Regions from separate parts of the Triticum aestivum genome. Here region 1 is linked to region 2. A link is a contact called in public HiCAR-type data. All regions are on one chromosome and are shown on one strand. The core of a region is the stretch at or near the end of the contact, and the rest is flanking DNA. Distances in the headings are between cores, read along the strand shown.

Evidence for each region. HiCAR-type assays count read pairs that join an accessible place to other places.
Region 1: a contact with region 2 is called in a HiCAR-type map of leaf, with 9 times the contacts expected there. The contact joins the promoter of LOC123157144 here to the promoter of LOC123162745 in region 2. A contact is called at or near these places in 1 of 5 Hi-C or Micro-C datasets (leaf) and 1 of 1 datasets of contacts at active chromatin or transcription factors (leaf).

What each region holds. Positions count from the first base shown.
Region 1 is chr7B:141,371,223-141,378,506 of IWGSC CS RefSeq v2.1, reverse strand. LOC123157144 (amino acid transporter AVT6A) reads right to left here and starts at 4,092. Exons shown (of 5, transcript XM_044575387.1): 1 at 3,296-4,092; 2 at 1,763-1,915; 3 at 1,123-1,326; 4 at 384-849; 5 at 1-74. The coding sequence starts at 3,716.
Region 2 is chr7B:141,167,136-141,174,653 of IWGSC CS RefSeq v2.1, reverse strand. LOC123162745 (putative U-box domain-containing protein 42) reads left to right here and starts at 1,877. Exons shown (of 4, transcript XM_044580509.1): 1 at 1,877-2,226; 2 at 2,933-4,033; 3 at 4,219-4,528; 4 at 4,954-6,903. The coding sequence starts at 2,221. The coding sequence ends at 6,581. It overlaps LOC123162747 (transcription factor bHLH49), which reads right to left. Exons shown (of 8, transcript XM_044580510.1): 8 at 7,128-7,518.

The DNA of each region.
Region 1 (7,284 bases), core at 2,843-5,342, 200 kb before region 2:
TCGAAGTGACTGCAAGAACAATCATGAAGATGGCCAGAATCTTGTCCCACTTTTTCGCTATGCTGTGCGGATCCCTGAGATATGGAAAGCCACATGAATTAGATCACAAAACAAAGGACTGTGTTAAAGAACTAAACCTGCCCTTAATTGTATTAGGTCTACTGCCCATTGATAAAATGGTCACATAATACAGCCATAATCCACAAGCGCATTTCAAAGTCACCATGGACAGTGTTACAGCAGGTTTCTTTCTGCCTTATCTTAATTTGGTTAGGCACTGGTAGTGTGACATAGTAGAGGCAGAAATGAAGACGCATAATCTATTATTTATTTTACGAAGATAGGAGGACGTATGATGAAAAACTTGGAAAGTATCAACTTACCTTAAAGTGATTGCAGCTGGGAAAATGAAGGCAATACAAACAGCAGCAGTAGCCCCGGTAAACTGGAAGGCATCCCAGATGCTAGGAATGAAGTTTGCGGATATGAAAATCACAAGGAGGAGCACCGCTGTCATTACACCAAACCTTCTGTTATCAGAAGATAAGGGCATTGCAGAGGAAAAGAGAAGCCCATCCAAATTAAGCCGCAGTGCGTGGAATATCATGGGGAACACGAGCATAAGGTGGATAGCATAGCTGACTCTGACAGCATCACTAAGAACTGAACTATATGGAATGCCGAGGTTTGAATCAAAGTTAGCGAGCACATCAGCGAGTGTAGATTCACCAAACAGAAGATATCCAAAGAAACTTGTTGTGATATAAACAGTTGAGCATAGAGCCAGTGATGTGTGCACTATTGGCTTGATCTGGGAAGACTCCTTCAGTTCATTATGGATTGGGTGAACTGCAAAATATCAATAGGATGCCCTTAGATAACAAGCAAGATACCTTTCTGGAAATTAGCTACAAATTTCAAAAATATGTTTCAATTTTATGTTTTAAACCAATATAATCATTCTAGCTCGGTCGTGCATTTGTATTTTTATACCATTAACAACGAGATGCATACGGTCAATGAAGATTTCCAGGGCATGCAACTTTACAAATCTTATCGCCCATCTTTCTGAAAACTTTCTTCATGATTTTTTTCTCAATAAGGATAAGGATTATCTCGTACCGTTATAATGGCAAACATAAGCAGTGACAAGAACTGGCACTGCTGTGAAAAGTTCCCAGACAGATGCCAAATCAGGAACTGCAGGGAACAATTTGGGCATCGGAATTTGTCCTCGTATCAATTTCACAATAGCAATTCCGGCAGTGATAACAACGAATACAACTGCCAAAGCAACAGATATGGCAGATGTATAGCTCAGTGAATCTGCGAGAGATAAACAAAAGAAATGTGTTATCAGATACTTCCTCCGTCCGGGTTTATTAGGCCTAAAGACAATTTCTCTTAGACCAAGACATATAGTAATTTGCGCACAATAATTCTTCCATTTCACTCCCAATGCACTCTCTCACATGCATGCAGCCAATAAAAAAACATGCATGAAGTGTATTAATTTCCCAGCCATGGCACCAATAACAATGACTTTCAATGCAACAAATGAAATGATTGCACGCATGCACCTTTCCAAAACGAGGCCTTATAAAAAGGGACATGCTTGTGATGCTGAGAGGCCTTATAAACCCGGACGGAGGGAGTACTCATGAACAAAACATAGTAGCAGAATGCGGAACTAGCCAAAGGCTTCTCTTTTCGACAGAAGAAAAGAACAGTAATAGCCAGCTTTCTCAAGCACATCACTTACCGACACGCTTGAAACACGCTAGTGGAGTAAATACACCGAGAGTAGTAACCAGGAGAACAAAGAATCGCCCATTCCACCAGTGTGTGCCAAACCATCCTTCTAATACACCATAGTGGTGCTCACCACCAGAGGACGTTCCAGAAAGCACATCACCTAGAGATAAAGAGTAGTTGGTTGTATATTAGAACCAATCCCCACAATTCAAGCACCAAGAACCGCGACCTTTACAAAAGGTGGCATTTAACCAAAAATGCAAAAAGTAACAAATATATATTTAGTGCTTCCACTTTGCATTTTTGTTGGGAGGTGTATATAATGAAGGGGGAGTTAAACATTATGCAGCAACAAGAATGCAGGTGTACTGACCAAGCATCACCGGAGAAACAAACAGAGTTGACAGAAAAGAGAATTTATTCGTCAATCACTCTAACACTGCATTTCAGTTAGTACACCAACATTTCTCTTCATCAACTCTGGAGTTAGAGGATTTATCAGAGCATTTCCACCTCCCTCAATCAGAAGAGCTCGAGTGTTAGTGGATTTGGTTCTCCTGGCTGCTGAGGTGCAACTTTCAACAGATGATGACATTTGGCAATACCCCTCTGTGGCTCTCAACTTTCAGGTCTCTAAAACCTATAAGCTCCTAATGGGGGAACACTTGGTTCTGCCTGTCATTAAGTGGCTCTGGCATACCTGCTGTCAGTTGAAGCACAAAATTTTCTTTCGGCTCCTGGTGGACAACAGGCTAAACACTCGAGCTCTTCTTCATAGAAAGGATTTCTACATTGCGATGGATACAAGAGACAACTTATTCTTTCATTGTCCTTTTGCAAGAACATGTTGGTCATATATTTGCCCCAACTGGATGCCTCTGCAACAAGGGATTCAGGCTGACATAAACTCCCTGAAACTGGCCCTGGGAATACCATTTTCGTTGGAAATAATCATTCTAGTATCCTGGATTTTTCAAAGGCATCCCACCCAGCTTATATGCTTGCAGAAAGAAGTTCAAAACAGAGCTTGGATGGCTCTCTTTCAGAGCTACCAGGAAGAACTATGCCAATTTTGGTAGTTGGATCGGCTCTTTGTATAGCTTTTGCTTCAGGGAGGATCTTTTCCTTTTAATTTGTTGTTGTTGTATTTACTCTATGTATAGTTCTTTTTTTTCCTGAACCATTTCGTTTGTGCCTTATTTTTTGAAAAAACAATAAAAATACGCAGCAGAGTCCTGTTGTTTCCCTCAAAAAGAAAGTTACCACATCAGAACTCATAAGCTACTCTACATGCAGCAACCAATAGTGGTGTAATACTAGCTGTTCTTAAAGTGGTACTGTACTAGTTACTGCCCAAAATGGTACTGCTAAGAAGCTATACTGATGGTTTCTGCCTGATAGTGGTGTATTAGCTACCCAATGGAGTAGTACTAAGCACAAATAAGATTCCAAAACCACGAGAAGATTCAGCCTGTACATAAGCAAATGAACACCATACTGAATAAATAACACCGAGACAGCATGGCTGAGATGTTTTTACCTATAATAATCATGTACACGATCATGACCCCGACGTTGTTGACCACGACGCAGACCTGGAGCAGCCTCCTTCCCCACCACCCGAAGGCGTCCCCCATGACGGCGCCGTAGGACGGCGCGCCGACGACGCCGCTGAACCGCATGAGCAGCTCGACGGAGGCGTCGGTGAGGAAGGCGGCGAGCACGATCATGACCAGGCCGGGGAGGAGGCCGAGCACCTTCATGGTCGCCGGCAGCGCCATGATGCCGGCGCCGACGATGGTGGTGGACAGGTTGAACACAGCGCCGGCAAAGGAGGCGCCGTTGAACTCGTGGAAGGCGGCCTCGTCGTCGCCGCCGTCCTCCCCCTCCCATCGCCGCTTCGTCGGGAGCAGCGGCTCGCTGCTCTCCGGGAAGCTCTCCGTGACGGCCCCGGTCGTCATCTCCGGAGAGGCCGCCGCTCTAATGGAAGAATCCAACAGAAAGAAAAAGCACAATCTTTGCGGAACAGCTGATTCCTATGACTCAAGAAAGAAGCGATTTCCAAATCAGAATGCTTCAAGAGCCGGAGCTCGAAGAACAACCATGGATTTCAACGCGCGGCGGCGGGAGATACAGAGAGCGCTACTACAGATCTTCGAGCTGAGATCAGGTCCGCCACGAATTTCGCTGGGGAGGACCCAGGATTCCTCAGCTACCGGATTGGCGGCGGGGATTCCCTTCCGTGGCGTCGAAGCGACAGAAGCGGAACAGATTAATAACGGAGGAAATGGCCAGAGCGATGCTGTGGAGAAAGCTTCTTGAGCCCACTCTCCTCCTTGTGTGTTGAGACCTTAGATAACGACAGCAGAGGTTGTCAGGTCAGGTGGGGCGCGGGCAAGCAGAGCAGAGCACAATTGACAGGCTGCATCAGAAACCGGAGAAAAATGCCTTCTCGGTCTACGGTTGAGACTTGAGACTGAATTTGAGTTTGTTACTGTAGGATTTTTCATAAATAGTTTCCTTATATTTTACTGTAAAAATAGGAAGAATCACCTGTTTTTACAGCTTGTGATGAATCGCTTCGTGCAAAGAAAGAAAGAAACGCGTTCAAATTTTCTTTTCTATTAGAGACCAGCGTCTTGGGATTAATTTGAGGTTTATCAAGTATCCACAGGTTTAGGTAAATATCTAATGTAGGCAGAGTCGTGACGGTTTCGAGGAGTTCAAACTCACTCTGTGCATTTTAAAACCGAACCGAAAAACCATACCGAAAATAAACCGAACCGAACCGATTTTTTTGTTTTTATGGTTTCTGGTTTCGGTATGGTATGAACTTTTCATACCGATTTGAACTTTGATTTTTATGGTATATACCGAAAAACCGAATGGTTAACCGAATAAACCGAAGTAAAAGATAAATTTATATTTCTTGAGATGAACAACCGTACAAGTTGTCATTTTTCTTGTACATGAGTCAAATTCACTACTAAGCACCTACATTTTTCTTGTAACATTGTCATTTTTCTCTTTTTAAAATGCTAAGCACGTCCATAACCATCAACAGATGAATCAATGCATGCATATATACTTATATATATAGTTATATACTATTTGTGTAAAATAGAATGTGTTTTGAGTCATAAATTTACAAATTATTATTACGTCATTTTCAAATTCGCGTCAACTTTGGTTTTTATGGTATATACCGAAACCATACCGAAATAATTTGATATATACCGAAACCGAACCGTATTTTAATTTCATACCGTATTTACCGAAGTATTAATACCGTACATACCGAAAAACCGTATAAACCGAATCATGTAAACCGAATAAACCGAACGCACAGGGCTAGTTCAAACAACCTCTGTCCTTTGGGTAGCAAATTTTCGTTCACTCGATTTACTTCAATTTTGACAGTTTGTGCTTCCGTCTCTTTCATATCATCTTCTCCTCTCATCGGGCGATAGCTCCGGCAATGGTAACGACAAATTAACCATCTGAGCGGCTGCCCTCGGTTCGCACATTTCATGTTTTTGTTGGTTGTAAGCATATTATGAAAAGGAAAAAGGGGGAATCCATGAATGACGTAGTAAAACAACTTTCTTCTGCAAATTACGACCAAGCCTCAGGGCATGTACAATGGTAGCATATGGATACATATGCCTCATGATAAAAAGTATTTTGAGACATCTGCATTTATTTTTTCTCCCCAATGCAATCTATCATTAGTGGGCCTCATTAAGAAATAGAAAATAAAAACTCTAGTACACATGCATCTCTATTTTTTACTTCAACTTTTTCAAATTTTGTCACGGACCACACTTTTTCTCTTCAAGCACCCGTCTCCTGAAGAGGATCCCGCTTCCCTATCCGAACCTCCTTTACGTCATACCCGATCCTACATGGCATGCGAGGCATCACCTTGAGGCTATGCATTGTACATGCCCTCAGACTACCCCAGGATGAAGTGATCTACTCTCCATCACACATGGCCCCAACTAAGCTGACTTATTTATTTCTCAAAAAAAACTAAGCTAACTTATTCGATGGAAAATAGTGCCAGCGTTTGTCCTTTGTTGTTGATTCCTCGTCACTCCTTGTGTTGTCTACACATCTTCGAGTACTCGTAGAATACCCCACACATTTGTATGTTTCCTCGAGTCGTCGCTTCCATGGTCCATGTGCCGGAACAAACTGGTTGGGCCATGTCCATGTGGGTGTCTACTCACGATACTCTCGGCCGAGGGAATCATGATACTCCACCTACCTTCAACTCCATTAGCTAAGAACAATAATAATAATACCCGTGTGTTAGAGCATCTACAGTTGCATATGGCAAATCCGGACTTCAAACGCCCGGCGCGTCCGCGGGCACTGAGCGATCACTTCTCAAATTACGTCTTTCATGTTCACGTATCTCATATCGAACCCCCTATATCCATGCTAAACCATGCAACATCCATAAAAACAACATAGATCACCAACGGATAAAGAAACAGACATGTAAATGCATAGTCTGTTCATCAAAAGATCACGGTCGCATTTTCAAAAGATCACCAAAGTTCACATAATGCACAAGTTAAAACTGCATCTAAAAACTTGAAATTAAAATGGAGAAGGTGGATCTTCGCCACTTCCTCGCCGGCCCTTTCTCGTTCAGGTCGCCCACGTAGCTGTAGGCGTCGACATCTGGTGGAGGATCATCCGAGTCATCAGACAAGGCACCGTGGTCGTCGTCAGAGGAGGAGGAGGAGAGAATTATGAGCCCTTTGAGCCGCCGGACGGCCCAGTCCTGCTGTCGTTTGAGCTTCGCCGGCCGAGCCGCCTCCGACGCCTGGCGCTCGGACTGCGCAAAGGCAATTCGAAGCGCCTTGGCTTTCTTCCGGCAGAGCCGCCGAGCGTCTGTCTCTGCCACCATCAGCCACCGGCAGTAAACCCAAGCGAGGAGCCACTTGTCCTCGTCGTGCTCCGTCGGCAACCCGCGACGGCGCACAGACTGCTCTCTCGCATCCCTCTTCCTTTTCCGCTGCCTCTCGCAGCGTGCGACGGGCGTCTCCGATTCTGGCGTGAGCGTCCGGGCCGGCGAGGCGGGCACAGGAACCCGCTTCTACCCACGTGGGGGAGCAACATCCGGTGGGGGGAGGGGACGGCGTGGGTGAGGTGCGGATTTGTGCAGCCCTCATGAAGTTGCGCACGGACCGGGAAGGGCCAGCCCCGCCAGGGAGCCGCGGCGCTGCCCCGGTGTCCACCTTGGACCGCTCCAAGGCAATACGGAGGGCCAGCTCGTCGTCGACATCCAGGTAGAAATCTGAGCGGCTGCCCGAGCTCGACATGATTACTGCATTGAATCGAAACCAGAGAGAAGGAGAGGACGGAGCGAGAGAGGAGAGTAAATGAGCTAAGATTCTAAGCGGGGAGCTGGTTGAGGTTTTTTGTGGGACAACGATGGGGTCGGTGTTGGGTCGGGCCTGTCAGGCTGACGCGCCCCGGGCGTGCCCGTGCCGCCCCATATTCGCCCTACATTTG
Region 2 (7,518 bases), core at 628-3,127:
CTGTGATCATTTATATTTATACTGGTACTACGGCTGTGATCATCTGAAACGGGTCAAGATCGACATTCTTCGGTCCTCAGCCCTCACCTGGCAGGCGAACGCCGTCCTTGCCGCGATTTCGTCCGTCCACACCTGCAGCACAGTGTCCGTCTCGTTCATACGCGTCGGACAAGAAATTAAGAAAATACTACTGTACTGGACAGTGGACGATATCTACGCACGCAAGCGGATTGCGATCGGCCCGCCCGGGGTGGCGCCCATGTCGACGCGACCCACACGCTGGCGGACGGTTTTGCCCCTGCCCGATCGGGCTGCAAGTGTCCCAGTCGTCCGTAGCTAGCTATCGCCGTCGACTGGATCATCATCATAGAATAGCACACTAGTAGCCATCACGCCGCGGTTCCATTTAGAATGGTTCCACGCGCTTGATCGTTCTTGTAACCCACTGGTAAAGACAAGTTGAGGTTTTTGTGCCCACTGGTAACCTGACCTTGCTTGTAGCTTGCTAATCCATTCTTGCCGGGTAAATTCTGTGCTCTTGTCTTGCACCAGCCGTCATACCGCTATTTTATTCATGCTCTTGTGTCTAGGATAGGCGCATCTCGACGATGTAGAATTAGTCGATGGAGACGGTAGTTAATTAACTCAGGAATCTGCGATGAAATCGAACATTTCAAGAGCTAGGTTACATAGGTTGAAAAGCTCAACGAACATTATTATTCAATTTAGCCCAGTTCCGTCGGTCCTTATCTGTACGCAATGTACTAGCTAGGTTAGTTGTTAGTACCATTAACTGTGTTATTTTTCTGAAAGATGTTGTAATTTGTTACTGACTGTACCACTCGATCGTACGCACCTCCACCCCTGAGCAGTACCGCTGGTACTACTCTGGTAGCCATGATTAGTTATTTTGCTGCGGGGCATAACCATGCATGATTAGATTAGTGACTGTAGTGAATCGATGACGCATCCCATGATTCCAGCACGATCTAGGAGCAACTAAATAAATCTCAGCAACTTCTTAACCCTAATAACTTACTTCTTCCACTCGCAACACAATGTACACTACTGTACCCCTTTTTTTTTTTTTGCGAGGAATGTACTACTGTACTGTACTTGCTAGCGCCCTCCAACGCCTAACCGTAACAATATCTAGATCGACGATCGGAACTCGAATGCTTTTCTCCTTTCACAGAAGATGGTTCTTTCTTAGATTAGAGCGCTCACTTAATGAGCTTCGCCGCCACCATTCAACCGATTCGGGGATCATCAATGCGGCAGCCATGCCATGCCTTCATGATGAGGCAAATGGAGCGGAGAGGAGAGCAGAAAGAAGGAAGCGTATGATCCAAGAACTCATGAATCAGGGCGGTCCACAGCTCAAAAATGCTGCCATAATGCTGTCTCTCGCCTGCACTTTCCTTCACCACCATCATTTGAAATAGGGGTAATTCTGTGAACTTACGTGGAAAAGAAAAACATGCAAAGTTTCCGAGAACTTGCCCCGTTCATCACCAAAATTGACCGCCGTGCTGGGGTTATCGATCGATTTGCAGGCCATCTTGCCTTGCCTGACCGAAACCTCAGTGCAATTAACATTGCCAGGCCTGAAGTCGCCGTGGACAAAGAACGAACGCAGCGCAGTCGACATGCCATGCCAGGCCTGCGTGGACAGAAAACGAAGGTGGCATATGTGGTGGTGTCCGTTGCAAGCATGCGGTCGCCGGGCACCACCTCCACCGCCAGCAAAGTCAAACGCCTTTGTACGCTTCCCACGGCGCACTATCTACAAATATGAACAATAAACAAGCGCGGCAGGGGCACTACCGGAAAACCCGTTAAAAAACTGGGCCGCTTTACCGATCTCCAATCCAGGGAGCCAGCCAGGCCAGGGAGGTTGCTTTAGACGACCTCACTTGACTGGGTCCCCGTGCGGCGCCATCTCCCATCATTTCATTCCGACCTCCCTCCAATTTATTTTTGTTCCTCTCGATTCTTCTGCCGCGCTCAGCCGGGCGGTGCGGCGCTGTTCGTTCGTTCGTTCGTTCGAGGGCTGGACGGCGCGGGGGCGGTGGCGGTGGGCAGGAAGCGGAGGAGGAGAGAGATAGAATGCTCTCGCGGCACCGGTAGCCACCTTCTCCCCGGGTCAGCACGGCGGGTGGCGGGCAGGAGGGCGGCCGAGGAAGCGGCGGCCCCGGTTCTTCGGGTCAGGGGGCTTGGATGCAGGTATGTGTGTTGCTGAGTCGCCTTCTCTTCTTCTGGCGACGAGCCGTTTGATTCAGTTCAGGGTGGTGTCAACTGTCAGGCACTAGCGTAGGTTTTCAAGAAAAAATCACAGTTCCTTCCTGTGTTGTTCTTGTTTGTGTTCGTCTTGTGTGGGGATTACTAAGCCTTGTGGGAGGGAAAGGAATCATAGGGTTTTAGGCGGTCTTGTGTGGATTTGGCATCGGGAGTGGGGAAATGAAGCCGAGGCCGTTCCATGTGCTCAAATGTTATTTTCAACTGTTATTTTCTTCTTCTTCCCCTTCAGCGTATTTTCTATCTTCTTTCAAGGAGTGCCCGAAAACCAGCGTGTTCCCCGTTTCCAAGCACTTCATAGTACAAGTCTTTAATTTGGCTGTTTATTTTCAGTAAAGCGAATTCCAATTCTTATTCGTTCATAGTACTTACGGGAGATGCCACTTTCTTGAAACCATTTTGTCAACAATCGGGGATTGGGGGAAAGTGGCAGCCCCGTATCGTATCCTCCGATTGTTGTAGAATCAATTCCCCCGTCAACTTCAGATTGTTTTAATCTAATATAAAATCTGTCGGTTAATTATTTATAGTTTGCTGGTGTGAACTCTCAACCGTCATTTTCCATGAGAACAGCCCCTCTGTCTTTGGAGTTGGATGCATTTGCTTGGGTGCCTGACGTGTACTTGTTTTTCAGAGAAGTGAGGGACAAGCCCGGAAGGCGGCACTCGCCGAGTCCATAGCGGCAATCTCCGAGGTCATGTCGACAATGGCCTCCGCCGATGTCGGCCAAGAGAAGTTCATGGATGCAGGCAGCCGTCTTCAGCGCGTGCCCCCGGCGACATTGGAGGTGCAGAGGGTGCAGAATTCCCCGACCAACGTGATGCACATAGCCGAATATCTAGCTGCCAATGTCGACCTCGCCAAGGACCTCGTCGCTAGGTGCAGCGCCGTCGCGCAGCAGCTCATGGATGAAGACCTCCAGAGCATAACCGAGGACCTTGAAAATGTGATAAAGAACATCGGTCATGAGCTCGGCCGGATACCCGCTTCAGCATTTGGTAGCAACAGGTGTGCGGATGCAGCAGCCGGCATGCACCTTCAGGTCACTGCAAACGGGCAGCATCCTAATGATCAGCGTTCCTGTGATGGCTATTCTGAGGGCGACATGACGATAGTTGTGGCAAATGATAGGCCCAAGAGAAGAGCACTGCACGACGGCGACATGCCAAGGTTGGTAGACTTCCTGCAGGGAATGTACCATGAGTCTCACGAGTTCGGTGGGCAGTCGTTCAGTTCACTCCCTGAAGTCGCAGAGTATGTTGAGCCGCTGTATGATTCTTTCTTCTGCCCACTCACAAATAAGGTCATGGTCGATCCCGTGACTACCGAAAGCGGAGTAACATATGACAGGAGAACCATTGAGGAGTACTTTGACAGTTTAACGGATGATTCTGAACCTGTGATCTGCCCGGTTACGAAAATAGCGATGCAGAGCAAGACTCTGAGGACTAATGTTCCACTCAAGAGCACAATCGCGGAATGGATTATGAGGAATGAAGCAACACGGATCAGAATCGCACGTACTGCTCTCTCACTGGCAAGGACGGAGGCTATGATACTTGAAGCCATACATGAGCTGAAGCTGCTTGCCAGGACGAGGAGAAAGAACAGGGAGCAGATGCACAAGATTGGCATAACCAAGTTCCTTGCACGTCTGTTAGAGCACAAGGATGCACTGATACGCTGTGACTCACTGGAGCTCCTCTGCCTGCTGGTCGAAGATGAGCCAGGAAAGGTAAGGAAGTCTGAAATGTTCAGCTTTTGTGAAATCCCAGCTTGGCCATGTCAAAATTATTTTTCGAAATCACCATGTGAAACTTAATGAAATGCTGAAATTAAATTATTGGTAGAGTCCAGTTTCAATTTGTGTTGGTCCTGCATCTTAGATTAACAACTCAAATGTTGCCTCTTGACGTGCAGGAAATCATAGCAAAAACCAGGGCTGTCTCAAGGACAATAAAGCTGCTTTCTAGTAGTAGTTCGGATGAAAGACATGCAGCTATCTGTTTCTTGCTAGAGCTTTCAAAATCAGAGTTACTGTTAGAAAACATCGGGTCAACTGCTGGAAGCATATTAATTCTGATCACGATGAAATTCAACAACTCCGATGATCCGATTACTTCAGAGAAGGCCGGAGAGGTCCTCCAGAACCTGGAGAAATGCCCAAAGAATATCAAGTACATGGCTGAAAGTGGCTACTTGGACCCTCTCCAAAGGCATCTCGTTGAAGGTAATATATTTTTCCTGTGCAGAAACATACCTGACTTCCTCCATTTTTTAAAATTTCCACATAAAACAAAGAAAATAGTTTTTTTTCCTTGTAAAAAAAATCCAAATTCAGAACTGTGGATGAGTAACTGAAAACATTTGCCTTGCAGTAATAAGAACAGCTCCCATTTTGTCCTAACAATTTCTAAAATAGAATTACTACAGTGGGAGTTACTACTCATGTTTCAACAATTTAACAATGCGGCAGTACAAATTTGTTTTGCAACAAGTGAGCTAATCGTAAGTTCAAATTAGAACTCGTGCACTGGTGACTGATTTGAGGGGTTTCCTAAAAAAAACTATACTATTAAAAAAACTCATACTATTCATTGTACTTGCACCGCTCGTGCCAAACATCACTAACTAACGTGAATATGCATGAAACAGGGTCGGAAGATGTGCAGATGGAAATGGTGGGTTACCTCGGCGAACTAGTCCAGAAGCAGGAGATGACCATTAACATTGCCGGGAGCGCATCGGAGATACTTATCAAGATGGTGCACAGCGGCAATGCTAGTATCTGCAAGGCGGCGCTTGATGTCCTGGTCCAAATATCTTCTCACCAGCCCAACGGCAAGACACTTGTGGACGCAGGCGCTGTTCCAGTCATGGTTGAGGCGCTCTTCATCCGAAAAATCGATGATGAGCCCATGGGATCCAAAACCGAGGCTGCAGCAGTACTTGCCAACATCGTCAAATCTGGCATGAACCCAGAGGCCATTGTTGTCAACAAGGAAGGTCATGTTATCACCTCCAAGTACTCGGTTTACAACTTAGCACACATGCTCAGGTGCTCCATGCCCGACGATCTCAACCTCAACATTTTGCGCGTGCTGCTCGCGCTCACCGCGCTCCCCAAGCCGCTCGCCACGGTGGTCTCAGTCATGAAGGAGCAAGATAGCAGCCAGACCGTGATCGAGTTCATGGGTTCACCTAGCGAGGCGCTTGGCATTGCTGCGACAAAGCTGCTCACTGCATTGTCCCCACAGATGGGGCACACCATTGCCGAGAAGCTGTGCAAGGTGCCTGGGCAGCTGGGCAGGCTGATCAGGAGCATCAGCCAGTTGGGGCGGATCACAGAGCGGCATGCCGTTTCTGCGACGCTCCTGTCAAAGCTGCCCTATCAGCATCTGACACTCAACCTCGCGCTGCTGCACCAGAACGCAGTGCCGACCATGCTGGCCAAGATAGAGGAGATGCAGCGTGGCGGGATGCGGGCGAGCCGCCATGCGAAGCCATACTTGGAGGGCCTCGTGGGCTCGCTCGTCCGGCTAACAACGACGCTGCACGATCAGGATGTGCTCCAGGCAGCCATGGACCATAACTTCACCTTGGTGCTCACCGATCTGCTGGTCCGGTCGTCAGGCAGCGATGAGGTGCAGCGGCTCGCGGCGGTCGGCCTCGAGAACCTCAGCCAGCAGTCGGCGAACCGCTCGAAGCCTCCGTCGGAGGAACAGCAGCCCAAGAAGAACATTCTCCGGCGCCTGCGCACCGGCCGGGTGCATGACAACCGGAAACCGCCTGCACACGGCCGTCTCTGCCCCGTGCACCATGGTGTGTGCTCTCCGGCTGCCACGTTTTGCCTGGTGGAGGCCGGCACGGTCGAGTGCCTCCTCGGCGTCCTGGAGAGCAACGAGAACAGCCATGTGGTCGAGGCCGCGCTGGGCGCGCTCTGCACGCTCATGGACGAAGGCGTGGACGTGGTGGGCGGCGTGGCTGTGCTCACAGAGCACGACACGCCGCGGCACATTCTGCGACTCGTGCGGCAGCACCGCAACGACGAGCAGGGCAGCGGCGCGGTGCTGCGGCGGTGCTTCTGGGCCCTGGAGAGCTTCCTCGAAAACGGCGGCGACCGGTGCGTCAAGGAGGTGACCTCGGACCGTGCCCTGCCGAGCGCGCTGGTTGGCGCCTTCCACAAGGGCGACACCGCCACCAAGCAGGTCGCCGAGAGCGTGCTCCGGAGCCTGAACCGGATGCCGGACTACTCGGCCACCTACATGTCCGTCGAGCTGTAGCAAAACATCCCTTTGCCGTCTTCTTGGCTTTATACCATCCATCAGCTGGTGCATTGTTTTGGTGTAACTAGATTACAAAGAGAAAACGAGGTAAAAAGGAGTTTCTGCAGATGCAATGTAACTAAAGTGTCATAGTGGGTATGGATATGTATAGTTTTTCCTTCTTGTTTTGTCTTCTTAGGGTGTAATTAAGGCTAGGCTTTGATGATATTCGTTAACATAAGATTGTCTTGGTTGGTTTGGGTTTTTCTCTGAAAAGATGTACTGCAAAATTGTATGTATCCAGCACAAGTTGCGGGACTCATTTGAGATATTTTTCAGATAGATGCGGTTTGAGATATTGTGCTCACTTGAAACTAGCTTCAGAACTACTCCCTTGTTGAGTAAATTCGACGAAACGAGATTCGCAGTTTCCTGCATGCTTTCATTGACTATCCAATTTCAGATGAGGCGATCACGATGGAAATCACACAAGTGCCTACAGTTTCTTTTGGAATTCTAGAAGAAGAGATGTCTTCGCTGTTTCTTCCACACATAATCACGCGCTGAAAATAGGCCCTTTCTCAGGCCCCATTTATTCTCAAGAAATCGAAAACCAGTACACAGTTCTATATGGTTGCATATGCAACCATAGAAGTACAACAAAGAATCTTCTTTCACTCTCAGTCACAATACTAGCAACTAACAAATTGAAAGCTGTTATATTATACCGCGGAGTGTCTTGCGGAAAGAGAGCATTTTACAATATTACTGGGTCTGAACTAGATGGTACCCAGATACGGCCACCTTCTGGCAAAATGGAACTCACCATCATGATGCAAAGATTGTTGAATCACCAATAGTTATACACGTAAATTTTCAGAGGAGAATGTAATGCTTGAAATCTCCACGTGGACGTCCTGACGGTCGGATCTCCAGCTTCCTCCAATAGCAGATG